3 separate regions of the Sus scrofa genome follow, and regions 2 and 3 are each linked to region 1. A link is a contact called in public HiChIP or PLAC-seq data. All regions are on one chromosome and are shown on one strand. Each heading gives the region's core, a stretch centred on a gene start, on an enhancer-like site or on the middle of the called end of the contact. The rest is flanking DNA. Distances are from core to core; before and after follow the strand shown. Region 1 holds the start of ACADL (acyl-CoA dehydrogenase, long chain). Region 2 holds the start of RPE (ribulose-phosphate 3-epimerase). Region 3 holds the start of LANCL1 (lanC-like protein 1).

The links. HiChIP or PLAC-seq counts read pairs in DNA pulled down with a chosen protein or histone mark.
Region 2: an H3K27ac HiChIP or PLAC-seq map of alveolar macrophages shows a contact between it and region 1. The contact joins the promoter of RPE here to the promoter of ACADL in region 1. A contact is called at or near these places in 1 of 5 promoter capture datasets (fetal liver) and 2 of 2 datasets of contacts at active chromatin or transcription factors (alveolar macrophages and skeletal muscle).
Region 3: an H3K27ac HiChIP or PLAC-seq map of alveolar macrophages shows a contact between it and region 1. The contact joins the promoter of LANCL1 here to the promoter of ACADL in region 1. A contact is called at or near these places in 1 of 5 promoter capture datasets (fetal liver), 1 of 47 Hi-C or Micro-C datasets (heart right ventricle) and 1 of 2 datasets of contacts at active chromatin or transcription factors (alveolar macrophages).

Annotation. Positions count from the first base shown.
Region 1 is chr15:112,967,477-112,971,820 of Sscrofa11.1, forward strand. ACADL (acyl-CoA dehydrogenase, long chain) reads right to left here and starts at 1,905. Exons shown (of 11, transcript NM_213897.1): 1 at 1,829-1,905. The coding sequence starts at 1,905.
Region 2 is chr15:112,721,513-112,725,856 of Sscrofa11.1, forward strand. RPE (ribulose-phosphate 3-epimerase) reads left to right here and starts at 1,811. Exons shown (of 7, transcript XM_013984453.2): 1 at 1,811-2,013. The coding sequence starts at 1,903. LOC102158523 (a long non-coding RNA gene) reads right to left here and starts at 1,668. Exons shown (of 4, transcript XR_002339061.1): 1 at 840-1,668.
Region 3 is chr15:113,147,240-113,151,583 of Sscrofa11.1, forward strand. LANCL1 (lanC-like protein 1) reads right to left here and starts at 1,942. Exons shown (of 10, transcript XM_021076409.1): 1 at 1,811-1,942; 2 at 1,402-1,498. The coding sequence starts at 1,485.

The DNA of each region.
Region 1 (4,344 bases), core at 655-3,154:
ACTAAATAAATAGGCCCTTTTTCTCCCAATAAAAACCAAGAAATCTGTACTGACTTTATAAATTAGCCATTGTCTTCCTAAAGCATTAAACTGCTACTGATCTAACAGGTTAGACTCTATTATTATTATTTTAAGCCTACTTACATTATAAAAGGGAGCTTGACTCCACCAGCACCTTTAGGCAACACGTGGGAGCTGGTTATATATACACAATCTCAGGCCTCCTTCCAGGTCTATTGAATCCATCTGTGCCTCTAATGCTTGAAGGACACAGGTGTTAGGGACCTGTTGAACCTCAGCACAATCAAAACTCCTTGTATAACCTACAGTCCCCCATATATATATAATATATAGCCCTCCGTATTTGTGAGTTCCCCAGAGCACAGTTCTGCATCCTTGGATTCAACCCACTGTGAATTGTGTAGTACTGCAGAATTTACTACTGAAAAAAATTTACATAAGTGGACCCACAGAATTCAAATATGTGCTGTTCAAGGATCAACTTTATTTTAGTAGTAGCAGTCCTAAGTGATTCATATGTACATTAAAGTTTAAGAAGTCTGTTAAAATAAAACTGTACTCCTTGACCCATTCAGAGGGTCCCTCAGGTCCTTTTGCCAATATTCTTCCTATATTTAAACTACTTGTCACAACAGACAATGCAGAAGCAAATCTTAGAATCGGGCTGTTGCCTATTAAGCCAGACATTAAGGGATCTACAAAAGTGTAAAACAATGTCACTTTTCTTACTTTTTGGGGAAAAGTTATTTTTCCATAAAAATGTTATTTAACATATAATGAGTTACTTTACATGAACTAAATGTATTTCCAAGTGTTGTAGGTATGTATAATACTGATATCATCCACAGATAAAACCCACATAAATAAAAGATCTTTGAGGACCTCTAATTTTAAGAGCACAAAATATTCCTGATACCCAAAAGTCTCACCTTCACCGTCTTATGAAGTTCTGGGACTGAGCTTAGAAAAGTATGTGTGTCCCAACGTCCTCACTCCTCAGTGATGCCTTCCCAGCCTTCCTCCACAACAGGAGGAATTTTGTTTCCAAAGCATCTTAGAGTGCTGCAATGAACTAATCGAACCTTCCTGTCACTCTCATTAGAGAATCCCCAGTGCTTCCAATTTGTTTATCTAATGACAGGATTTTAGGTGTTATACGGTAGGGGACGCTTTTGATCTTATAAATATTACCATAATATCACCGACCCACTTAGGAACCCTATTACTTCCTCCGCATTTAATTAATTAAAAGATCTGTCAGATCTCCAGTTAATTCCCTTATGTGATGGAGCCGTTATCAGGTCTTTGCTGCTGTCCAGGAGTGTCTTCTCCAGGCGTCCCTGCAAAGGGTGGAGGCTGCGGGAGTCCCACTCCCAAGTTCACTATGGGGCGGTGCCTTCTGCCACAGTTCCAACTGGACCAAAGGTCGTGGTGCCCAAGAGGTGACTCCCCAACATCGCCTCTCAGAAACTCTTCAAAATACAGACTCCCGGTGTCCTCCGTAGACCATGAAACCAAACAGGCTGAACCCAGGCCAGAAAGGGTTGGCAATCCCCCCGCCCCCACACCCTTTCGACTCCCCAGGCGGTGAGGCTGCAGTGGCAGAGCTCCGCTCTCGCCGCAGGGGGTATGATCACTGTTCCGGAAGCCTCCCGGCAAAGCCCAGCTGCTTCTCCTACCCTCCTACGCCCCAAGGCTCAGTTCAAGCTCTGGGCGACTGGTTTCGAGCCCCAGGAATGGAGTGTGCGTGTCGCCGCGCGGCCCTGCAGCCTCCCTGCTGCACAGATAGAGCAGGGCGGGCACTAACCTCGAGGCCGTCGGTAGGCGCGGAGCACAGAGGCCGCCCCACAAGCGCAGAGATCCACGGAGGAGTCGTGTGGCCATGGCTGCGACAGCGAAAGGCAACTTGGGCGATGGCGCGTCTCCTCGGTGACTCCCTGTGTGCGGGGCGAGGCGCTGGGACAGCGGGATGTCCCTGGGGCCTTCCTCCTTGCAGTCACACCCCAAAAAACCTCGCACAGCCGCCCAAGTAAACGAGGCCGGCGTACCCTTCTAGACCAGAACGCCTTGGGCAGCGATCCTCAGCTACCCTGCGCGAGACTGCGGACGGTTTTTTGTGACACGCCCCTCTGCAGAAACTTACCAATGAAAAGATTCTAAAAGTAAAACTGTTAAGTTCCCTGCAGTGTTCTGTTTTATCTAAGCAGTTGTTTTCTTTGGCTTCCTGAACAGCTTTGAGAAACTCTGTAAGCCATGGAGGCTCAAAAATGGACCCACAAAGTCATAGTTACATAAAGTTTGTGTGTTTGTTTGTTTTTAACATTGGAAATTAGCTTACTTAACATATAAGACTATGCAAGCAGTGTTTTCTTTTCTTTCTTAACTATTTTATTTCTTTGCAGTGGCTGATGTGGGGATCTCAGCTCCCAGACCAGGTTGGGATGTCGATGCAGAAGCCTCCTCATGTAACACGTGTTAGCTGTTTCTTTGTTTTTTTTCTTTTTAGGGCTGCACTCCTGGCGTATGGAGGATCCCAGGCTAGGGGTCGAATTGGAGCGGTAGCTGCGGGCCTACAACACAGCAATGTTGGATCCAAGCTGCATTTGTGACCTACACCACAGCTCACGGCAATGCCGGGTCCTTAACCCGCTGAGCAAGGCCAGGTGTCCTCATGGATACTAGTGGGGTTCGTTAACCACTGAGCCATGACAGGGAGCCATGGCAGGGGCTGTGTTAGCTGTTTTTATTCTCCTCCACCCACGTACTCACAATCCTTTTCAGGTTATGGTGTTTTAAAAATGACATTTATAATCAATTAACAGAAAATTAATTTTTTCCCCTAATTCAAGGACTCTAATAATGGTATTTCAAATGAAGATCTGAAAAGATCAGGTAAATTCATTTAGCTGTCACTATGAATGAATGTCCTGGTGCTGATGCAGAACTATCTGGAGGAACTAGTTGGGGCAAGCAGGCCTTTGCTTTGCCTCAGATCAAATTGTGTGGGTGACTATGTTTCTAATCTCCAAGGAGCACAAGGATAGCACAAGTGTAGATAACAGAGGCAAGGTTTCTTTACTTGAAGACTTTAAGAATTACTATCAAAAGGTTAGTAGATGCAAACTATTGCATTTGGAGTGAATAAGCAATGAGATCCTGGATAATGTGAGAAAAAGAATGTATAATATATGTATGACTGGGCCACTTTGCTGTACAGCAGAAATTGACAGAACATTGTAAATCAGCTATAATATAAAAACAACTTCAAAAAAAAAAGACAGAGAAAAAAGAATTATTGCCAATATCCTTGGAAAGTAGAATAACATAAGAAAACCCACCACTCTAATTCTAGAGGACGTGATCAGTGGTTTATACAGAGATGGGTCTCATTATAATTTCCTCATACTTAAAGAGACAGGAAGACATTATCTATGTGCTTAATGATTTACTGTGCTGCTTTTCATACACCCACTAATGATAGATAAGCTTTTTTTCAAATATGAAAATACTGAATAATTGGTTTGGATTCTTGTCATACCTCTTTGAATGATAAAGTTCTCCTTGTCATATCCCCTGTTTCTTATTTGTAGGAAATAGGCTTAATTCAACCTCTTTGACCTTCCCTGAGTTCCAAAGGGCAGATTCAAACAGTGAGGGAATGTAGGTAGACACAAAGGACGACAGTTAAGAAACAGCGGTGCAACCAGGGGGCACGGGGTCCTGGTCCCTCCTCAAGGAATATACATAACACTACCTTTGAGTTATTCTGCAGGATCTAAGGCTCCTAACCCAGGACAGTAACTTCAGGCTGAGCCCAAGATTCCTGGAACACCACCTTGTTACCTCACTGCCAACAGATCAGACGAAAGTCACACACCTGCAGTTCTCATCCCAATTTTTGCCTGTACAAATTTCATCCCTGGAGTTCCCCTCGTGGTACAGCGGAAACAAATCCGACCGGGGAACCATGAGGTTTTGGGTTCGCTCAGTGGGTTAAGGATCCGGCATTGCCGTGAGCTGTGGTGTAGGTCATAGAGTCGGCTCAGGTCTGGTGTTGCTGTGGCCGTGGCGTAGGCCGGTGGCTACAGTTCCGATTAGACCCCTAGCCTGGGAACCTCCATATGCTGCGAGTTCGGCCCTAAAAAGACAGAAGACAAAACACAAAAACAAAAATTTCATCTCCCAAACCACTGAGGAGTTTGGTTTTTCACCACCCATTCTCTTCGCTTGGCCCTTAAATAAACATTTCTCTGCTCCAAATGCCGAATTTTTGTATTTGGCCTCACTGTGCAGTCAGGCACACAACCATATAAGCTGCCTTGT
Region 2 (4,344 bases), core at 561-3,060, 250 kb before region 1:
TTTTTTAGGGCCGCACCTGCGGCATATGGAGTTCCCAGGCTAGGGGTCTAATCGGAGCTGTAGCTGCCGGCCTACACCACAGCCACAGCAACGTCAGATCTGAGCCGTGTCTGCAACCTACACCACAGCTCATGGTTTCATTTCCACTGTGCCACGACAGGAACTCCGTTTTCGTTTTTTTGAGCCCCCAAATTTCGTAGCCAAGATTGGCCTCTGTACACTGGCACTGTTAAGTCACAGAGATGGTTTTGGGTGAAGCAGAAAGAACAGCTTTACTGCTTTGCCAGGCAAAGGAGGGCACAGCAGGGTAACACCTCAAAACAGTGTTTCCCCTTGAGAGAGAATACCAAGAGGACTTCTAGGTTTAGCTCAAAAAAAGGACTGTAGGTAAAGATTACTGTCCTGGGATTCTTCTCCCTCCATGGATCATTTCTGTTAGACTTCAAGCCCCCTTCAAGGAGATAGAGTTCAAAGCCTCTGGCCAAGGCAAGAATTGCCAGACCTTTATCATTGCCCCACTTGTCTCTGTGTTTATGCCCTTTCCCCACCTTGAGCAACCTGGTCTACTCCTAGGAAGGAAAGTTAAGTGGCTCACTCCCCACCCCCACCAACCTTTGTTGGGCCTTAAACGCCCCAACCAACCAGCAAGTATATCATAAGACCCTTTGTTCTCAAACAATTAGTAGGTCAACAGTTGTGTCTTGAGACCTCCCCTCTCCCTGGGCTATAAAAACAGACTTGACCATGCACTCATGGTTGGCACTCCCTGATTATCAGGAAGTCATGCCGCTGTGCTTGCAGCCTCTCTTATCTCTCAGTAAACTGTCTCTCCACCTCACCATGCTCAATAAACTCTTCTTTCTTTTCACTCTGATATGAGTTCAGAAATTCTTCTTCTGACCCATGTGCACAGACCGAGACTATTTCAAAGTCATCAAGGCCACAGTCAGGTGGTCAGTGATGGGTTCTGGTGGTCTTTGGGGTTATTGCACCTGGACTTTCTCTTGGCAGTGAAAGTTGCCCACAAAAGAAGGAGGTTTTAAGGAGTGTTTCAAAGGAAACGAAAACACTAGGCATGCACTTTAACTCTAATGAAAGTAATCATTAGTAAAAAACAAGCAAGGAAAAATTATTTGTGAAAAGCCAGAGTAAGTTAGTGTGCCCAAGGCAGGGCATAACGTAATAGACTGCTATTAACTAGTTTTTAGCTATAACAGGGTTTCCTAATCATTAGGTCTTGAGTCAGCCTTTTGAGACTGAGGGGAGGCCTGGAAGGCTAAAGGAAAAGCCTTTTACTTCAAAACACAAGGACACAGGGGCTTTTACAGTTTTCAAGCCCTGACTGGACAGAGGAAAATACTGAGGGCATGGAGAAGCGATTAGCCAGGTCACCAGGTAGTATCGGGTAGAAGCAGGTTTCCGACCTAAATCTGACTTCCAGAGCTCTTAAGAATTCAAAGAGAAAAAATAGGAAGAAGGGTGGTTTTTTGTTGATTAACGGATAAACACACAAGTGAGACAGAAGGAGATGGAAGGAGCTCCTATGCAAACCGCAGCAAAACAAAAAAGTGATAAGAAGGTAAGAGCCTAGAAAGAACTGCAGGGGAAGTAAAACTAAAAAAGATCAAGAAACTCCTCACAAGGCTGGGAGACCTGAAAGGCCCGCCGTAAGGTCTGGGTAAGGAAGAAAGTGCCTAAATGTGGGGCCCCACCCCTAAGCTCTCAGGTTGGCCGCCCTTTCCCCAGGGAGGCGGGACTTCCTCCCCTCAGGGCAGCTGCTTCCGGTGGAGTCCGGAAGACTCTGCAGGGAAGAGGCGGGGCTAAAACTGTGCAGCCAGTCGGCGCGACGACTTCATCTGGACAGGTCGCTCGTGGGGTAACTTGCTCTAGGGAACTAGTACCATGGCGTCCGGCTGCAGGATTGGCCCGTCTATCCTCAACAGCGACCTGGCCAATTTAGGGGCCGAGTGCCTCCGGATGCTGGACTCTGGGGCTGATTATCTGCACCTGGATGTAATGGACGGGTAACTCCGTGGGGCTCGGGTCAGGGCTGCCGCGCGGGGCGGGCTCAGCGCACATTCATTGAGTGCCTGTTGAGTGCACAGCGACCTGTACCGCCAAGCGCCTCACTCTGAACGCGGTACTAAGAAGGTGCCTGGGTGGGAGCCCTGGCGGCCCTGCTTGGAGGGGATCCGAGGTTTGAACGCTTCCCAAACCTCAGCCTCTTCCCCTCCCCCCAGATAACGTATGGTCTTCTGGCATTTAGCGCCCGGAAGCGACCTTAAGGCTGGCCTGTCTCTCATTTTCAGTTAGAGAAACTGAGGCCTAAGGGGATAGGCATGACTGGCCCAAGCTCATATAGCTAGTTAGTGGCAAAGCTGGGGAGATAGATGTGTGTAAAGATAACAAGCTTGGCATCTAGAGTGAGAATGCCCAAGTTCTGACACTTGCTGGGTTTCTTGGGACGAGCCATTTAACCTCATTGAGCTTCAGTTCCATTGTGTGAAAAATGGGAGTGATAACACACCCTACCACTTAGGCATCTTTGAAAGACGAAATGAGCTAGTTAGTACACACAAAGTTTACAGTGCCTGAAGTATAGTAAATAAATTCTCTGTTAGTGTTTGTATCTTTGTTCGAGTCTTGATTTTTCCTGTTTTCTCTTTAGGCATTCTGCTCTTCAGGGAGGTCAGTTTATTGCAAGTAATTTTTAAGCACTGTAGTTATAGCCCATAATCAATATTGTTTGAAAGCAAGATGATGCTAGTTTCTTAAGTTGGTTATAGAATGAGGAAACAAACAGAGAAAACAGGTGAGACTCCCTCAAGATTACACACACTTTGATAGACTTACAACTTGGATCTTCTTGGGTTTACCAAGTGGTTCTCTGAGCGCCACTGACAACTGGTCATAAAAATCGTAACAGCCATTGTTTTGGTTTGGGGTAGAAAAATAAGTTTATTGTAAATAAGTAAAATCTCTGTGCTGGCCTCATGCAAATCTGCAAGTTCATAGTTTTTTTTTTTTTACAAAAGATGGTTAGTCACTTCCCTTTCTTTTTAATATCATCCCTCTTAGGACAGCTTTGCCTTCCTTTGTTCTATCTGGTTAAATTTGTTGTTTTTCTTTTGCATTCCACTCTGTTACCTCAATAATGTGCCCAACTAATAATGGCAAAATCTTGACCCTAAAGTTCTAACGATTCTAGGCTAAGTATGGAAGATTAGTAAATATTACCTTTTATAAAAACCTCTATTTTTAGTTTGCTATTGTATGTAATTCATTTATATGCTTTTTGTTTTGTTTTTGACACCTTTGCTTGAAAGCTCTGACCTTTCACAGGTAATATTACTGGAGTGTGTGTGTACCTCAGAGATGGGTAGCTACATTTTTGTGCCTGAGACAAAATTTTGTGTCTAAGACACTTGGAGGTCTCAGGATAGGCTACGGAGTAAATATGTATAGTACAGAGAGCAACCTGGTTTTAAATTCTCTACCTTGTTTGAGTGAGTGAATGAATGGAGAAAATCCTTTTTTTCATTTTAATTAGGAATATCAGTGATAACATTAAGTGATGATTATGAACACTTGACCATTTCTGTTCTGATACTGCAACCTTACGAACTTGGTACTGTTATCGGCATTAGCTTTGACAGTGAACAGTTTGAAAGCTTAAGTCATCTCGTAGCTAGGAAATGATTGAGCCGGGATTGAAAGCATGCAAACATCTTGTTTTGTCTCAGAAATTAAATGTCTTCTGTGGGTGTTATTGGGCTTAGAGAAAATGATTAAGACATTGTCTTCAAAGAGCAACTAATTTATATTTCTGTTATTTAATATTTCTCCTGATGCACTGTAAGCTCCCTGAAAGCAAGGTCTGTCTCTTTGGCTCACCTCTGTGTTCTCTGCAGGAAAAGCACCATGGCAGTCTTAGTTATAACTGGGTGGGTGAATGACTTTATCATGATGGAGGGATTTCCAAGGAATCTTTTTTGCCCTCCCAGCCCAATGGCAGACCCTAAGCTTATTGAGACAAAAGTACTTTTATCTGTTGTTGTTGTTTTTTTGTTTGTTTGTTTGCTTTTTAGGGCTGCACCTGTGGCATCTGGAAGTTCCCAGGTAGGGGCTGAATTGGAGCTGCAGCTGCCAGCCTATGCCACAGCAAAGCGGGACCCAAGCCACGTGTGTGACCTGCACCGCAGCTGTGGCACCGCCAGATCCTTAACCCACTGAGTGAGGCCAGGGATCAAACCCACATCTTCATGGATACTACTTGGGTTTGTTACCGCTGAGCCATGACGGGAACTTCTGTTTTCTGTTTTTGTTTTTATGGGTGCACCCACA
Region 3 (4,344 bases), core at 692-3,191, 180 kb after region 1:
AGAGTTGAACTGCCCAAACAAAGCCTCTAATAATTACCTTGAAGTCAGATGGCTTCCTTTTGGCTATTTGGACCTGTGTTCTGCCTACCTCTGCAGATACTGATGCTGAAGCATTTGTCTTGTCTTGTTGGAGGACGACATGCTGCTTCATGCTTACTTGGCAGAAAGAACATAAGGATGGATCCTAAGCCTTCAATAAAATGTGGCTCACTTTTTAAGCTATTTATAAAGTAAATGCTTTTTACAGATTTAACACTATTTCTGAGCGAGAAAAAGATATTCATAAATTTGAACTCTAGATCCAAAATAATAGTGTAATTTATTGCCTAACACATGGTTTTTGGATCTATCCCAGAAAGAAACTAACGTACCAGTTCTGAAATTGCTTAATGTTGAACACCAAGGATCAGACCCTGGAGATCTATCCTCCTTAACTTGTTAACACAGATTTCAATAAGGAACTGCTCAGTTTTCTGGCATCTATCAGAAAAAAAAGGGGCCTTTACAGACTCTTCAAATTACTACGTCTGAATAATTTTGTGGTCTTTCAAAAGCAGTCAATATCCTGGTCTTAAAAGAATCAGGTTGATTCTAGTTCCATGTACACTTCGGCAGCCTGATGAGTTTAAAAGAAATAAACAGTAAACAATTTTTTTTTTTTAATGTGTGCACATTTAAAGAGACCATTCTTCCAACCTAATTCATTCTTAACTAGGTATTTTTAAAAAGAACTGTATTCTCTCCTAACAACTATATTCAGAGACATGAGAAAACATAGGCCTCTGGTATTTCACATCCGGGGTCTCTTTTGTAGTGACTTGTGAGGTGCTCACCAGTGTAACTGACCCAGTTTTATGTAGGTATGTATTTATTTTTTCAGCTATGGGGATGCCCTGGGAAGAATGGAAATGGTATGAAGAATTTCAGCCCTATGTCCAAATTTCTCTTAGCACTTTCGGTATAAAGATGTCCTTACCCTGCCGATACTCCTGTTCAATCAGGAAAAAAAAATAGAGTGCACGTGATATACCATCAGGATTTCTCATCTCTCTTAAAAAAAAACCCCAAAGTTGTCAGAAATGCAACATCACGCAGTAAATTGCATAGCTGTTAATTTTTACGATTTAAATATCAATGACTGAGATGATTTCAGCTATTTATATTGATAATATTAACGATTCCTTATTAACGACGACTCCTTATACAAGTTCAACATGTTACAGCTCAAATTTCATATTTTCACATGTACTTTATATATTTAAAATATATCTTATTCGTTCATACTGAAATTCTATACTTATAAAAAAGGGATGCTTATCCTTCTTTTCAGGCAAAAGTGAGCTCCTTTCCAAACACTGGGGGTTGGAGGTAGGGATGGAGGCAGATATACCCCAAACTCACCCTCCCAGCAGAATCAAAGTAGCCTTCGGCCAGGGATTTGTTAAAATCTGCATAAGGATTCGGGAAGGCCCTTTGCGCCATCATGCCAGAAACGAGCCTGCAGAAGAGGGGAAAAAGAGAATCTACGTTGAGATGGGGACCTCGGCCCAGTAGCGCGGGCGGCGGACAGCGCCCGGGGAACATCTTCCTTCCAGTTCCCAGGCCACTTCGCGGTCCAGGTGGTCGGAGTAGACCCCGGGCCCACCACGGCCCAGCCCCTAGGGCGTGGCACCTCCGCAAAACGGCTGCCAGGGCCCCGAACCCACCGCGCCGCAAAGGACCCGTTTTGCACCCCACGTTCGCACTCTGGCTACGTGAAGAAACTGCCTGTCCAGCGTCCCAAATCCCTGCCAGGTCTCGGGCCACTCACCCTGCAGCTTCTGGACAATAACAGAAGCGACGCTTTCACTGCCTACTTCCTTCCAGGTGGACCAATCAGAACCTTCGCTACTTCGGAGGCCCGCCTCCTCCCATTTTCAGTTTGTTAAAGAGACAGGAGTGTGGTTTCTAAAGGATGATACATGGTGGTTTAGTTGCTGAGGAGCTTAAGTGCGAATATATCTTAGAATACTGTGCAACTGTGCCCAATATTTCCTACTTTTCTTCTCTTAAATTAAAAAAAAGTTAAGTAAACTAGTTAAAGTTCAGATGATTTATAAGAATTTGACTTTCTTTTTTCATTTTTAAATCTTGAGAAAAGACTGCTTTGAGATCTGAACACATTCATAGTCCTATCGCTAGGCTCGAATAATCCTTGAGGATTATTTCTCTCCGGAAACTTGTCAAACATTTTCTTTTATTTCTTAAAAAAAAAAAAAACAAAATAAAACAAAAAAACCCGAAACAAAACACTATCACCACCTTCGGCAACCACAATGACAAAAATCTTTGGAGATAATTTATGATAATTTTGCTTCAAAAGGACTCAGTCGATGTGAGTGGCCAAGGGCAAGGTATCAAATGACATTTGCTAAAATTTCAGGGAAAATAACATAAAAACACAAATCACAGCTCCTAAAAAATTTAATCTCTTAGCCTAAACTGTAGTATAATACCGTATTACTAAGCCCTTAAAAAAAATAACAAAGGCCAATAGAGCAGGACATCTGCAACATTCAATTTCAATGTTTAACTGTCTCTGGTATTTGAAAATTTTTTGTTTTCATTTAAACTTAAATCCCACCTGGTACAAATTAGGCCCATCTGTTGCTCTGACAATTTTGAAGCTCAGTTAATTTGTCAGAGTGATTTTCTCTTCTCTTTCCTTCCTTGTTTCAATGAGGGACCTTAACTCCAAACCTCTTGTTGAATCCCAATCCCTACCCCACCCCCGCTTTGGCCCAAGCTTGTCCCTCTGTGGCTGCCATCCCGAAGTCTCCTCTGTCCCCTGCTCTGGCTGAGTTGGTTCTTTTGAACTGCTGCTCTCATAGGACACATTAATTTCTTCACCACATTCGTGAAACCTTGGTAGAAGCCCTCCGTGAATCTTAAATTGGACATCCTTCCTATTTTAATAGATGGATGTGTGAAGGAGCAGCTCATAAAGGAGAAAAGGAAAAAGAGTGAGAGGCATTTTCAATTATCTTTAATTATTAAAGGCTCACTATCAGTTTTATCCTATTTGCAATCTTTGAGCTGTTAAAATAGATGATATTTATGTAGATTAATGATTATTAGAAAAAGGAAGGGAGGCATGACAGTGGATTGTGCTTGAGCAGAAATGCAAGAGTGGAAGGGGAGGAAGAAAGAAGAGGAAGACCCCACTCTATTGCAGTTTTTCGTTTAATTCTTATTTCTCACCCATTTCTCTCCTTCAGGAGACAATCACCATAATATGTTTAATTTACCTTTCTTTGGAAAATACATCATCGGCTTTGTAGGTATGCATTTCAAAAAAATGGAGTAGTACTATGAATAAAAACTTGTGTTTTAGATCTGTTTGTATTGCTCTGTGTACAGTTGGTTGTTTTTAGATAATTGCGTACTTAGTAGTATTTTCATGATATGTCTCCAAGTCCTTTTACTTATATTTCCCTCAAGGATGGGCATTGTTTCCAACTTCCACATCACAATAATGCATCCAGGAATAGCCAAGGACATGTTCTAAAGATGTTCTAGATGTGTTTCTGAGATATATACCAGAAATGGATTGCTAAATCATAGGACATCCTCATACTTAATTACCCAGTACAATTAGATTGCTTTCTAGAACTACTGGACAAGTTTAATTACCTCCAGTAGTATCTATTAGATAGTTTCTGTCATTCTCATGTCCTAACACTTGATATTATCTAGTATTCTGTTTTTTCCAATTCTAATGGACAATGTGGAATCTCATTGTTAAATTTTCACTATTTTTGTTGCTAATGGTGTTGAGTTTTTCTTCATATAGCTGTTAGACTTCTGACTTTTTTTTTTTTTTTTGTCTTTTTGCCTTTTCTAGGGCTGCTCCGGTGGCATATGGAGGTTCCCAGGCTAGGGGTCGAATCGGGAGCTGTAGCCACCAACCTACTCCAGAGCCACAGCAACGCGGGATCCGAGCCGCGTCTTCGACCTACACCACAGCTCACGGCAACGCCGGATAGTCAACCCACTGGGCAAGGGCAGGGATTGAACCCGCAACCTTCTTATTCCTAGTCGGATTCGTTAACCACTGAGCCACGATGGGAACTCCAAGACTTCTGACCTTTCTATGAAATTACTTACACCATAGCCACAGCAACTCCGGATCTGAGCTGCGTCTGCGACCACAGCTCAAGGCAACGCCGGATCCTTAACCCACTGAGCGAGGCCAGCATCCCTCGTCTTCATGGATGCTAGTCAGGTTTGCCAACCACTGAGCCATGACAGGAACTCCTACTTGTTCATTTTTTTTTTACCCATTTTTCTTGTGAGATTGTTTTA